2 separate regions of the Muntiacus reevesi genome follow, and region 1 is linked to region 2. Evidence: chromatin contacts called from public Hi-C data. All regions are on one chromosome and are shown on one strand. The core of a region is the stretch at or near the end of the contact, and the rest is flanking DNA. Distances in the headings are between cores, read along the strand shown. Region 1 holds the start of SARS2 (seryl-tRNA synthetase 2, mitochondrial). Region 2 holds the start of EIF3K (eukaryotic translation initiation factor 3 subunit K).

The links. Hi-C and Micro-C count contacts between places; a contact is called where the count stands out from the background.
Region 1: a contact with region 2 is called in a Hi-C map of muscle, with 5 times the contacts expected there. The contact joins the promoter of SARS2 here to the promoter of EIF3K in region 2. A contact is called at or near these places in 2 of 3 Hi-C or Micro-C datasets (blood and muscle).

The regions. Positions count from the first base shown.
Region 1 is chr2:260,587,972-260,593,757 of mMunRee1.1, reverse strand. It overlaps SARS2 (seryl-tRNA synthetase 2, mitochondrial), which reads left to right and starts at 3,949. Exons shown (of 17, transcript XM_065926055.1): 1 at 3,949-4,231. The coding sequence starts at 3,965. It overlaps MRPS12 (mitochondrial ribosomal protein S12), which reads right to left and starts at 3,735. Exons shown (of 3, transcript XM_065926060.1): 1 at 3,660-3,735; 2 at 3,101-3,168; 3 at 1,816-2,467. The coding sequence starts at 3,149. The coding sequence ends at 2,097. It overlaps LOC136161315 (F-box only protein 17), which reads left to right. Exons shown (of 7, transcript XM_065926059.1): 7 at 1-1,678.
Region 2 is chr2:260,341,593-260,347,621 of mMunRee1.1, reverse strand. It overlaps EIF3K (eukaryotic translation initiation factor 3 subunit K), which reads right to left and starts at 4,102. Exons shown (of 8, transcript XM_065926039.1): 1 at 3,946-4,102; 2 at 2,946-3,044. The coding sequence starts at 4,004. MAP4K1 (mitogen-activated protein kinase kinase kinase kinase 1) reads left to right here and starts at 5,282. Exons shown (of 31, transcript XM_065920573.1): 1 at 5,282-5,451; 2 at 5,622-5,679; 3 at 5,791-5,881. The coding sequence starts at 5,353.

The DNA.
Region 1 (5,786 bases), core at 2,700-5,199, 250 kb before region 2:
TAACCAGCCTGACCCGGCCTTCCAAGACAGACTGCCGTCTGCCGGACACTAACATCAATCAAGGGAGGCTTCTGCAGCCAGGAGCCAGAGGATGCCTGGGGAAAGCGGCGGGGAGGTCCCGTGTGGCCTGTTCCCGGCACTCTTCCAGTGAACCCCATTTGCTGCTGCTTCAGCCAAGTAACCAGGGATCCAACCAGGCTGGTCACTTGCTTCCCCAGGGCAGTGTCGAAGAGTAACTCAGAGACCTGTACTATCCTTGTAAATTTCTTTCTCACGTGTGTGGTTATCAGTTGATGGTGGTTTAGTCACCAAGTCGTGTCCAACTCTTGTGACCCCATGGACTGTAGCCCACCAGGTTCCTCTGTCCATGGGATTTCCCAGGCAAGAATACTGGAGTGGATTGCCATTTCCTTCTCCAGGGGATCTTCCTGACCCAGGGATCAAACCCACATCTCCTGCATTGCAGGTGGACTCTTTAGTGACTGAGCCATCAGAGAAATCCTATCAGTTGATGTATTAGTTGCTCAGTCGTGTCCGAGTCTTTGTGACCCCATGGACTGTAGCCCACCAGGCTTCTCCGTCCATGGGATTCTCCAGGTAAGAATACTGGAGTGGATCGCCATCCCCTTCTCCAGAGGATCTTCCCAACCCAGGGATCAAACCCACTGAGTCAAAAAAAAAAAAAAAGACCAAACCCTGGTTAAAAACAGAGGAATGCTGCTGACAATCCAGGACAAGGACTCTCGTCAGCATGTTTTGGGGGTAAGGCAATTGCTGGCAGGGAGCAGGGGTTGTCCTCGGGGGGACCAACAGGGGCCTCAAAGGGAACCCATTCTCTTGTTTGGGGGAATCTCTGGGACTCAGGAGTGGGGCCCATGCAAGCTCCTCCAGCACCGCACCCAACAGCATCTCTCCTCTGAGCCATACAGGTGCCATTTCTTTCAGAATTCCTAAGGCCCAGTCTGCACTGACCCCCAAACTGTATCCTCTACCCCCACCTCCTGCCCCTTCGTCGGGGCAGCCCGCCTTCTGCCAAGGCAACAGCCTCCTTTTCTCCACACTTGAGCGCACTTGGAGATGGACTGCGGAAGCAAGGCTCCGCTGGTGTCTCCCACTGTTTCCCTAGCTGAATGCAGCTGACAAGCTAGCTTAATAAAAAATTAGTGCAGAGTGTGAGGTGATGGGGGATTTTATCTGTAATTGATGTGCTTATCTGCCCCCAGCTCTGAAACTAAAAAGTTTTGTGGGATATTTCCAATAGTGAGAACCTCAGGTGTGCTAAATGCCATGCAAGAAGTGGGTGAGCTTCGAGAACACAGATATCTGGGCCACAAGGACTCAGCCAACAGCTGATCAGGTGATTAGGTGAGGTCCGCATCACTCTTGGTGCCATTTTCCAAGGAAGGAAATGGAGCCAGAGTGGGGAACAAATGTACCCGGAGTCACAGAACAAGGAAGAGGCAGAGGCAGGATTTGAATCCAGGTGTGTGTGTCTGAGCAGAGCTGTGCACACCATTCAATCCCACCAACACCCCTTTGTCGCCAACATTACAATTACTGCCACTTTTCAGATGAGGAAGCTTGACAGGAGGGCTTTCATGTCCAGGCTCTTGGCCTGAAGGAAGGGGAACTGAACCTCAGCGCAGCCCACCTGCACATAAAGCATATACACATAAAGCATCTGGTTTAATCTTCACCAAATCCAACAGAGGGGATACTGCCAGCGGAGCTATTTTTTTCTGGTGAAGGAAACTGAGGCCAGAGGGGATGTCCAGGTGCGAAGACCGCAAAGAGGGTGAATACCACGTAAGAAGGTTCAGGTCACAACCTTGAGGGCGGGGGTCTTTATTGCAACACCTCCCCAGTAGATGGCAGTACAGAGTCTCGTCCCAGCAGAAGCAGTTGCTGGTGCCAGCATGGAAGCCAAGGGTGTTGGGAGAGGGGTGCCCAGGACCCCAAGGGTCAGGGGTCCACTAGGCTGGGCTTTGAACGCAGACCAGTTACTTCTAGAGCTGGACTTGCTTCCTGAGGGCGCTGCAGGTGCACCGAAGGAAAGAAAGTTCTGCGTGATCACCCGCCCACCGGGTCCCCCAGAGTTACTTCTTCTTCTGTACGTGGCCACAGTCGTACTTCCCGCGCACGACCTTGAGCTTGACACCCGGCAGGTCCTGCGTGCGGCCACCCTGTACGAGGACCACGTGGTGCTCCTGCAGGCTGTGGCCCTCTCCAGGGATGAAGCAGACGGCCTCCCGGCCGGTGCTGAGCCTCACGCGGCAACACTTGCGGTTGGCTGAGTTGGGCTTCTTGGGCTTGCGGATAAAGGTGCGCAGGACCACGCCCTTCAGCTGTGGCCGGCCCTCCGTCGGGCCTGGTTTCGGAGGCGGAAACTTCGGGGGGCCCCGACGGTGTAGCTGGTTCAGGGTGGCCATGGGACGCGTGGTCCAAGGCCGGGGGACCAGAGCTAGGCCTGGAGAGACAACCAGGAGGGCGGAAGAGGGATTATTATCCCAGCGAACAGATAATAGCATCAGCCACTCGCTCTTTTGTTCGAGGAGCCGTTCCAAGCACTTCACGGGGCTCTATTTGTTTATGGCTGGGGGTACTCATGGCTGAGAGTAATAATACATTTATGGAGCAATCACCTGGTGTCAGGTTCTTTTTTAAGCATTTCGTAAGAGTTAACTCACAGGTTCACACTGTATTCTGTACTGTTCTATGCATCGTATCTACATTAACACACACCGCCCCACAGCAACCCTATGGGGGGGGGGCAGTCTCTGAGCATGTCACTCCTCCTCCTGTCACCCCACTCTCATCGCCATGAGCAGATTCTGTCAACTGAACCTTCACAGCTGATCGGAATCCCTTTCCTCCTCCACAGCATCCACCCTGGTCCTGTCTACCCTTGATTCCCACTGGACTCTCCTGTCCTCCCCCTCCTCCCAGGTCTCCCTGTTACTACTGTCTGCTCCCCACACGCAGCCAACGTTATCCAGTGGACACCTGGGTCAGATCACACTCCTCCCCTGCTCAGAGCCTCCATCTCAGTCAGGTGAAGAGCCAAATTCCCACCCAGGGGCGGCCCAAGCCCCCCACTTACCATAATTTAGGGACGTGCTAAGGCCACGGAGAAGGCCGGACCAAGACATCCCACCGCCTGCAGACTCCCTGTATTAGGGGGTAAGAGAAAGTGGCCTTCGTTGGGGTAGGGTCCAAATTCTCCCCAGCTCTCACTATTTGGTGAAGTGAAAATCACTCAGTGTCCGACTCTTTGTGACCCCATGGACTATACAAGCCATGGAATTCTCCAAGCCAGAATACAAGAGTGGGCAGCCTTTCCCTTCTCCAGGGGATCTTCCCAACCTAAGGATCGAACCTAGATGTTCCACACTGCAGGTGGTTTCTTTACCAGCTGAGCCACAATGGAAGCCCAAATTCTCCCCAACCCTCCCTATTTAGCTTTCCGGTTAAATCTAAACAATTTCCTCTACCGTATAACCGCAACCCCTAACGCTGCTAACAGAAAGTCCCTCCGTAAATTTAGGCTTGCACTGAATAGGCTCTCGGGGAGCCAACTGTCCCTGCTCACATACAGAAGAAAACGGGAACCTGAGGGGAGACTCCGGAGGTTTGGAGAACCCGAGCTCTGTAGACCTTACCGACCCTAGCCCGGTCCGCCGACACGCAGAAACCGCTCTAGCGCGATCTGGGGATTACCCTGGCAGTGATTGGCTGGTTCTGCCTCTCGTGTACACTGAAACAGCGGGAAACAGAGGACCATTGGACAATGATAGTGTCAATCTCGGGCAACTGTTCTTATTGAACTGTGTTTTTTTTGAGGCGTGGAAGGGGTGCCCTTCCAGTGTCTGATTGGCTAGTCTCAAGCAAATCAGCAGCTTTGTAATTGGTCTAAGTGCGTAGTGGGCGGGACGAAGGGTGCGTGACTCCTTGTCCGCCTTCCAAGATGGCTGCGTCCATAGTGCGACGCTTGGCGCCTCTAGTGGCTGGTCGGGGCCTGCGGCTTCGAGGAGGCTGTGTCTGTAACCAGAGCTTCAAGAGAAGTTTCGCTACGGAGAGACGGGACCGGAACCTCCTGTACGAACACGCGCGTGAGGGCTACAGCGCGCTCCCTCAGCTGGATATGGAACCACTGTGCGCATACCCGGAAGATGCCGCGCGCGCGCTGGAGCTCCGCAAGGGGGAGTTGCGGTCGAAGGATCTGCCCGGCATCGTGAGTGCGCTTGCGCGGTCCAACCACCGCGGGGTCGGTCCGCTTTGCCTATTGGCTGTTCGCTTTACGAACGAAATGGGCTTACAAGATACTATCCAGCAGGGGGCGTTCTGATCGCAAGAATTTTCATTCCTTCCCAGTTTAGCCAATGTGTTGTGTCTGGCACCTAAGTACGTGTCAGATACCACGGAGTGCTAAGGCCCTACTGTCCATATAGCCATGATGCTCCTAGCCCATAAAACGTGCTGGGTACCCACTCTGCCCTAGGAACTTACTGTCTTCCCGCGTCCTCTGTGCTCAGACCTCTTGCCAGGCTTATGGTAAAGCCACAAAGGAAAACGGGGAACAGGGATATGAATCAGTGGGTAAGGGGAGACTCTTGCCTTTGGGGAGTGAGAGGAAGAGTTATGCACTTACCCCACAGGTATCAGGCAGTTAAGTGGTGTTGTTTTATGAACGAATGTGTTTTTGAACATATTTAGGGCGTGTGTATGTTCTGTACCTGGTGTTGAGAATAAGGCAGTGAATATTAATATTCATACTACTGGGCTTCCCTGGTGGTTCAGACGGTAAAGAATCTGCCTGTAATGGAGGAGACCCGGGTTCAATCCCTAGGTCGGGAAGATTCCCTGGAGAAGGGCAAGGCTACCCACTCCAGTATTCCTGCCTGGAGAATTCCATGGACAGAAGAGCCTGGCGGGCTACAGTCCATAGCATCGCAAAGAGTTGGACACAACTAAGCGACTAACACACACACATATTCATACTGCTACTACTAATGATAAAGCCAGCACTTACATAATACTACATGCTGGTGAACTAGGACTGGAATTACCATATTTCTAGACCCTGCTGAAGTGCTGAAGGTGATAGGGACCCCAAATCCTCCCAGCCCTCTCTTGGACCACCCCCCACCCCATACATCCAATCTAGTATAAGTGCTTTATACAGATGAGTCTCCTTTAAGTTCCACAGCACCCCTGTGAGATGGGTGCCATTGTTTCCACAATTTTTCCAGAGGGGAAACTAAGGCTCAGAGAAGTTAATTTTAAAAAGAAATACGCATATGGCAGTTCCTAAAAAAATTAGAATTACCATGTAATCCAGAAATCCCACTTCTGAGTATATACCCCCCCCCCCCATAAAAAAAGAAAAGAAAAGCAGGGACTCAAGCAGATACCTGAATGTCCATGTTTATAGCAGCATTATTCACAGTGACCAAAAGGTGGAAGCAACCCAAGTGTCCACTGATCAATGAATGGATAAAGAAAATGTGGTAGGGACTTCCCTGGTAATCCAGTGGTTAAGACTTCATGTTCCAAAGCAGGGGATGCAGGTTCGATCCTTGGCCAGGAAGCTAAGACCCCACAAGCACTGAGGCCAAAAAACCAAAATGTGAAACAGAAGCAATACTGTAACCAATAAAATAAAGACTTTAAAAATGGTCCACATCAAAAAGAATCTTGTAAAAGAAAATATGGTAAATACTTGCAATGGAATAATATTCAGCCTTAAAAAGGAAGGAAATTCTGACACATGCTACAGTGTGAGTGCT
Region 2 (6,029 bases), core at 2,853-5,352:
GCTCAGATGGTAAAGAATCCACCTGCAACGCAGGAGACCTGGGTTCGATCCCTGGGTTGGGAAGATCCCCGGAGCAGGGCATGACAACCCACTCCAGTTTTCTTGCCAGGAGAATCCCCAGGAACAGGCTTCTCTTGTTGCAGAGCACGGGCTCTAAAGCTCTCAGGCTCAGTAGATGTGGCACACAGCCTTAGCTGCCCTGTGGTATGTAGGATCTTTCTGTACCTGGGATCAAACCTGTGTCTCCCTGCACTGCAAGGTGGATTCTTAACCATGGGACCACCAGGGAAGCCCCGGCATGGAGCATTTAAAATAAGTAGACTTCCCTGGTCTGGAAAGATCCCACATGCCACAGGGCAGCTAAGCCTGTGCACCACAGCTACTGAAGCCCATGTGCCCTAGAGCCTGTGCTCCACAATAAGAGAAGCCACGGCAATGAGAAGCCCGTGCAGCTCAGCTAGAGAGTAGTCCCCCCCAACCAGAGAAAGTCATTGCACAGCATCAAAGACCCAGCACAGCCAAAAATATAAATAATGAAGTAACATTCTAAAAAATAATAAATGCTCCATGCATCAGTTTCCTCTCTTGCAAAAGGTGAGAATAAACCACTGTATCAGGACTTCGCTGGTGGTCCTATGGTTAAGACTCTATGCTTCCACTGCAAGAGGTTCAGAAAACTAAGATCCTGCATGCCAGTGTGGTGCGGCCACCAAAAAACCAAAACAAATAAAAAACCCAACTGTATCTACCTCACAAACAAAACACAGCATCGAAGTGAGTTAATACAAAGGTTATAACACAGTAGGTACCACACGGGGAGTGCTCACTATGCAGTGGTTTTCACCACTAACAAGTTAAACGACCTCACCAACACACACGATGTCTCCATCTTACAGATGGCAAAATCGAGGTCATGAGAGCTCTAAACATTACAAAGCTGGTAGTTGGGCTTCCCTGGTGGCTCGGTGGTAAAGAACCTTCTTGCCAATGCAGGAGACACAGGTTCAATCCGTGGTTCGGGAAGATCCCCTGGAGAAGGAAATGGCAATCCACTCCAGTATTCTTGCCTGGAGAATCCCATGGACAAGAGGAGCCTGGCAGGCTACAGCTCATGGGGTTGAAAAAGAGTTGGACATGACTTAGTGACTAAAACAAGGAACAATACGGTGTGTCAATAAAGCATCTAGAGAGAAGAAACCAAATATCCACCGACAGGGTAACAGATAATTAGGACCTGGTTCCACATGGAACACTACACAGCAATAACAACAGACTGCAGCCACACAGGAAAAGTGTGGAGCCCACAAATCCAGGGCTGAGTGCAAGCTGCCAGATGCGGAAGAGCTCCAATTGTACGGCTACTCTTACGTTCAGTTCAAAGCATGCAAATCTGAGCTAAGCGAATCAGAATGTGTATGTGTGTACATGTGTCTGCAAGCATGTGGTAAATTCACACAAAGCCAGGTCATGAGAGCTTAGGAGTGGTCACCAGGGTCAGGGTGGTTGGCACAAGACAGATGGGACAAAGGACAGGGGTGCCAGCAACCCTCGTTTTGCAACTGGGATGGTGATTACACAGGTGTTCATTTATAATTCCACGTTAAACCACACATTCGCTTTCTGTAGCAGCCGGTATGTACGCTTTGCTATGATTTTTATTTTCTTTTTTACTTTTTGGTTGCACCACAAGGATCTTAGTTCCCCAACCAGGGATCTAACTAGTGTCCCCTGCAGTGGAAGGCCAGAGTTTTAACTGCTGGACTGCAGCCCCTGTAACTAAGTTTTCAAAAACCATCCCTCCTCCTGCCCCTACTTCCTGGCTCCCTAGACTTGCACATTCTATCCACATCCTATACAAAATAGATAAAGAGCTCATATAATTCAATACCAAAAATCCCCAAAAACCCTGTCAGAAACTTCTGAATAGACTTTTTTTTCCAAAGAAGACACAGAGATGGCCAAGAGGCATATGAGAAGATGCTCAACATCACTAAGCATCAGGAAAATGCAAATCAGAATCACACACATGACAAACTGGCTATCAACAAGAAGACAACAAATAACAAAACACCGACAAGGATATGGAGGAGAATGCTTGATAGTGTGATGTCAACTGGTGCACCCACCATGGAAAACAGTAGGGAGGTTCCCCGTAAAATTAAAACTAGCACTACCATATGATCCAGCAATTCCACACCTGGGTGGGTGGGGGTGGGGGTGTGTGTGTGTGTGTGTGCGTGTACACATAAATAAAGAAAATAAACACTAATTTGAAATGATACATGCACCCCAATGTTCACAGCAGCATTATTTTCATGAGCCAAGATCTGGAAGCAACCTAAGTGTCCATTGATAAATGAATGGATAAAGAAGATGTGGTACATATAAACACATACACACAATGGATTATTATTCAGCCATTTAAAAAAAAGGAGAAAGAATGAAAATTTGCCTTTGGCAACAACATGGATGGACCTGGAGAATATTACACTTAGTGAAGTTAAGTCAGACAGGGAAAGGCAGATACCACATGTTTTCATTTATATGTAGAATCTAAAGAATAAAATGAAAGCAACAGAACAGAAACAGAGACCAAAGTGGTGGTTATAGATGGGAATGGGGTGGGGGAAAGGCAAGATAATGGAAGGGGATTAAAAGGTACAAAATACATATAAAACAAGTAAGATACAAAGTCACAGTGAACAGCACAAGGGCTATAACTCCCATTATATAAACTCTAAATGTAGTATAATCTATAAAAATACTCAAACACTACATTGTACGTCTAAAACTAATATTACTTTGTAAATCAACTATACTCCAATTTTAAAAAAAGAGAGAAGTCACATCCTGCAGGTTGCCCCTCACTCCCACCCCACCCAGTGCTGGGAGTGGCAAGCTGCTGACTATGGGAACATGGGATGGGAATGGAGGCAGATACTCACAGTTTCAGGACAGCCAGGTTGGCTTCCAGATCATAGGCATTCTCCTTGGCCTGTGTCTCCACATAGCGCTCCAGGGTGGCCAGGTTCTCAGGGTTGTACCTAGAAGAGAAACAAGATGAGATGATGAGAGACAAGAGCTGAAGCCAGTCACTCCTTGAGGTGGGAGTTGGGGAAAATGTAGCCTGCTCCTCCTTCTCTTCCTTTCCTCCCTCCCTCTGTCACTGGTCACTTGCTCCACTCAAATATTGAATCAGCTCTATAACCTCTGACGAAACTTATCCATATCCCAGACCTAAGCCCCAGCTCTAAACCCCGTAAGAGCCCTGGGTCTTTTCTGAAAAATGCCTCCTCCATGTCTCAGCCAACCAGCCCTTGCAGCCTGTACATCTGGTCTCCTGGACATCTTTGATATCCACCCCTTCCTCCTATCCCCAAACTCCACTCTGGTCCAGTCCATTCTCTCCTGCCTAATTTTCCCCATCCCAGCCCCCACCAATCTACCTGTGCTTCCCCCATCACCGCCTTGACCACTCCTGGCTATCACTGTCTACCGTTCGGTTTGTCTGAACTAGAAACTCCATGAAAGCATGGCCAGTGGCTGTCTTTGGTTATCTCTGGTCCGCACCATTGCCCAGAATTCACAGCGTAGATTTTAGTAAACATGTGTTCGATGAGTGAAATGAAGGGGGGAAGGGGAGCCACAAAGAGGCGCTGAGAGGCTCAGTGAGACTGAGGAGCAGAGAGAAAACCGGGGGGCTGAAAGAGGGTAAGTTAAGCAGAGAGGGCGGCCTTAAGGCAATTAAAAGGGACTGAGCGGCAGGCAAGGCCACCTCCTACCTTTAGGCCTATATACAATGCTGTTCTCTTAAACCGCTCCAAAATGACTGAAAAAATCCCACCCCTAGGCAAGCCCAGAATGCTGACCATCTCTTGCTGACTCCAGAAAACCCTCTCCTCCACCCGTCTTGGCCAGAAACGCTCTCTCCGACCGGGCTCAGACCTGTCGATCCCCTTGAGCAATTTGCCCACGTTCGCTCTCATCTGCTCAAACATCGCCATGACGGCTCCCGCCTCCCACACCAGGGCTACAGCCGAAGACCCTGCCGGCAAAGCGTCCTCGAGGACCGGAAGAGGAAGAGTTGGTGGAAACGGAAACTACGTAATTGTTTTCGCTCCAGCCCCGGGGGCGGTGAATCGTGCTTTGGGTCTTGCGGCAGCTGCCACGCTTTCCGGCTGCCGCGTGACTTCTTCCCAGCCGGCGCAGTTAGCGCGTGCGCATACTCTCTACTCGAGCAGAAGCTACGGCGCGATAAAAGACCTAGTCTAACCAAGTGCGCAGGCGCCTTCTCGCGGAGAAGGGGCGGGGCTAAGCTTTTCCCGGGCCTCGCGTATCCAGTTATAGTCCCTGGAGCGTGAGCGCGGGCTCACCGGGAAGTAGGCTGATCCGTGACGGCGTGCACGCACGTCGCGTTGCGCGCGGCTGTGAACTCAAAACTGCTGGGGTTCCATCAGTACAGTCCTTTTGGTCCGTAGGCATGTGCCGAAGAAGGCGCCCTCTGAGGTCCCCTTGGCCCTAGGCCTTGGCCCCTGAGGCAGGATCCTGAGCTTCGCAGTTTTAAGTCGTGAACCTGGTCCCCCACACCTCACCCTAACGCCGAGGGCAGTGGCCCGCAAAGCTGTTGTGCTCAGCCCGGCAGGGGCGGAGGGAGGGGCTCGTGGACCCCGCCAGATCACGCCCAGTCCCCATAGGCTCCAGTTTTGCTGGTGAAGGCGAGCGCCCCGCATGTGCCATCCTGAGTTATGTGTTCAGATACTGTCTACTGCAGGCATGAGTGCACATGCATGTGTCATATATGTATATGCTCTGGGTACATCCACATACGTGCACATGGGTATCCAGGTGTGTGCACGTCGACTGGCCTGCGCGCCTCACTGGGAGTTACCACTAAGTGCCTGTATGTGTCCCGGGTGAACAATAATGTACACTGCATGGTCATCCCGGTGTAGACCTGCCATCTCCAGGCTGTGGCCCAACACTCGGCATTCAGCAGTGTAGTTTTTAGTGGCTGCCCAGAACGGGGGAGGGTGAGGGCACCCTCCAGGTCACAATGAAGATAGTTTGCATCTGGTTTACATGCAGCCCAGGGCCCCGGAGGTGGAGGGGGGTGGTCCCCTGGGTCCAAGGCAAGCTGCCCCTCACAGGCTGTCAGGGCCCAGGGGACAGGGGGTGGAGCCGCCGGCTGCACAGCGCTGTGCCGGGGCAGGAAGCGAGAGTGGGGAGAGGGGAGGCCACAGCCGGTGGAGGCAAGGCGGGTGCAGGGCGTGTGGGGAGGGAGGGAGGTGCCAGCATTCGGAGCCCTGAGGCCCTGCTGGCCCCTGGGCGCAGGCCCAGCTCCGGCCCCCAGGAATGGACCTCGTAGACCCTGACATCTTTAACAGGGACCCCCGGGACCATTATGACCTGCTGCAGCGGCTGGGTGGCGGCACCTATGGGGAAGTCTTCAAGGTGAGGAACCCCCCTCCTTCTCCAACACCCTCAAACCCGTGACCGTGGGGGTGAGCCCCAAGAAGGGATGGGGATGCGAGAGGGTCCCAGTCCTCCGCTTGGGTTCAGGGATGCTGAGGAAGAACTCGGGCAAATGGAGCCTGCCTGACTGCCAACTTCCCCTTTACAAGGCTCGAGAGAAGGTGACAGGGGACCTGGTGGCATTGAAGATGGTGAAGATGGAGCCTGGTGAGGACAGGACGCAGGCACTCCTTCCCCTACCCCCACCTCCTGGGACCCTGGGATCTCCCCCATTCTCCCTCCCTGCAGTAGCCTTTTCTCTTCTGCCCCTCCTCGCAGACGATGATGTTTCCACCCTTCAGAAGGAAATCCTCATCTTGAAAACTTGTCGGCATGCCAACATCGTGGCCTACCATGGGAGTTATCTCTGGTGATGAGTTGCAGACCTGCCCTGCCCCCCAGCCCAGCCCCTGCCCCCAACTCCCATTCCTGACCAGGTCCCCCCCAACCTAACTTCTAATCCTGGACCTCCATTTTTAACTGGGGCCTCCTAACTTGATCCTCAGCCTGAAGTCCCA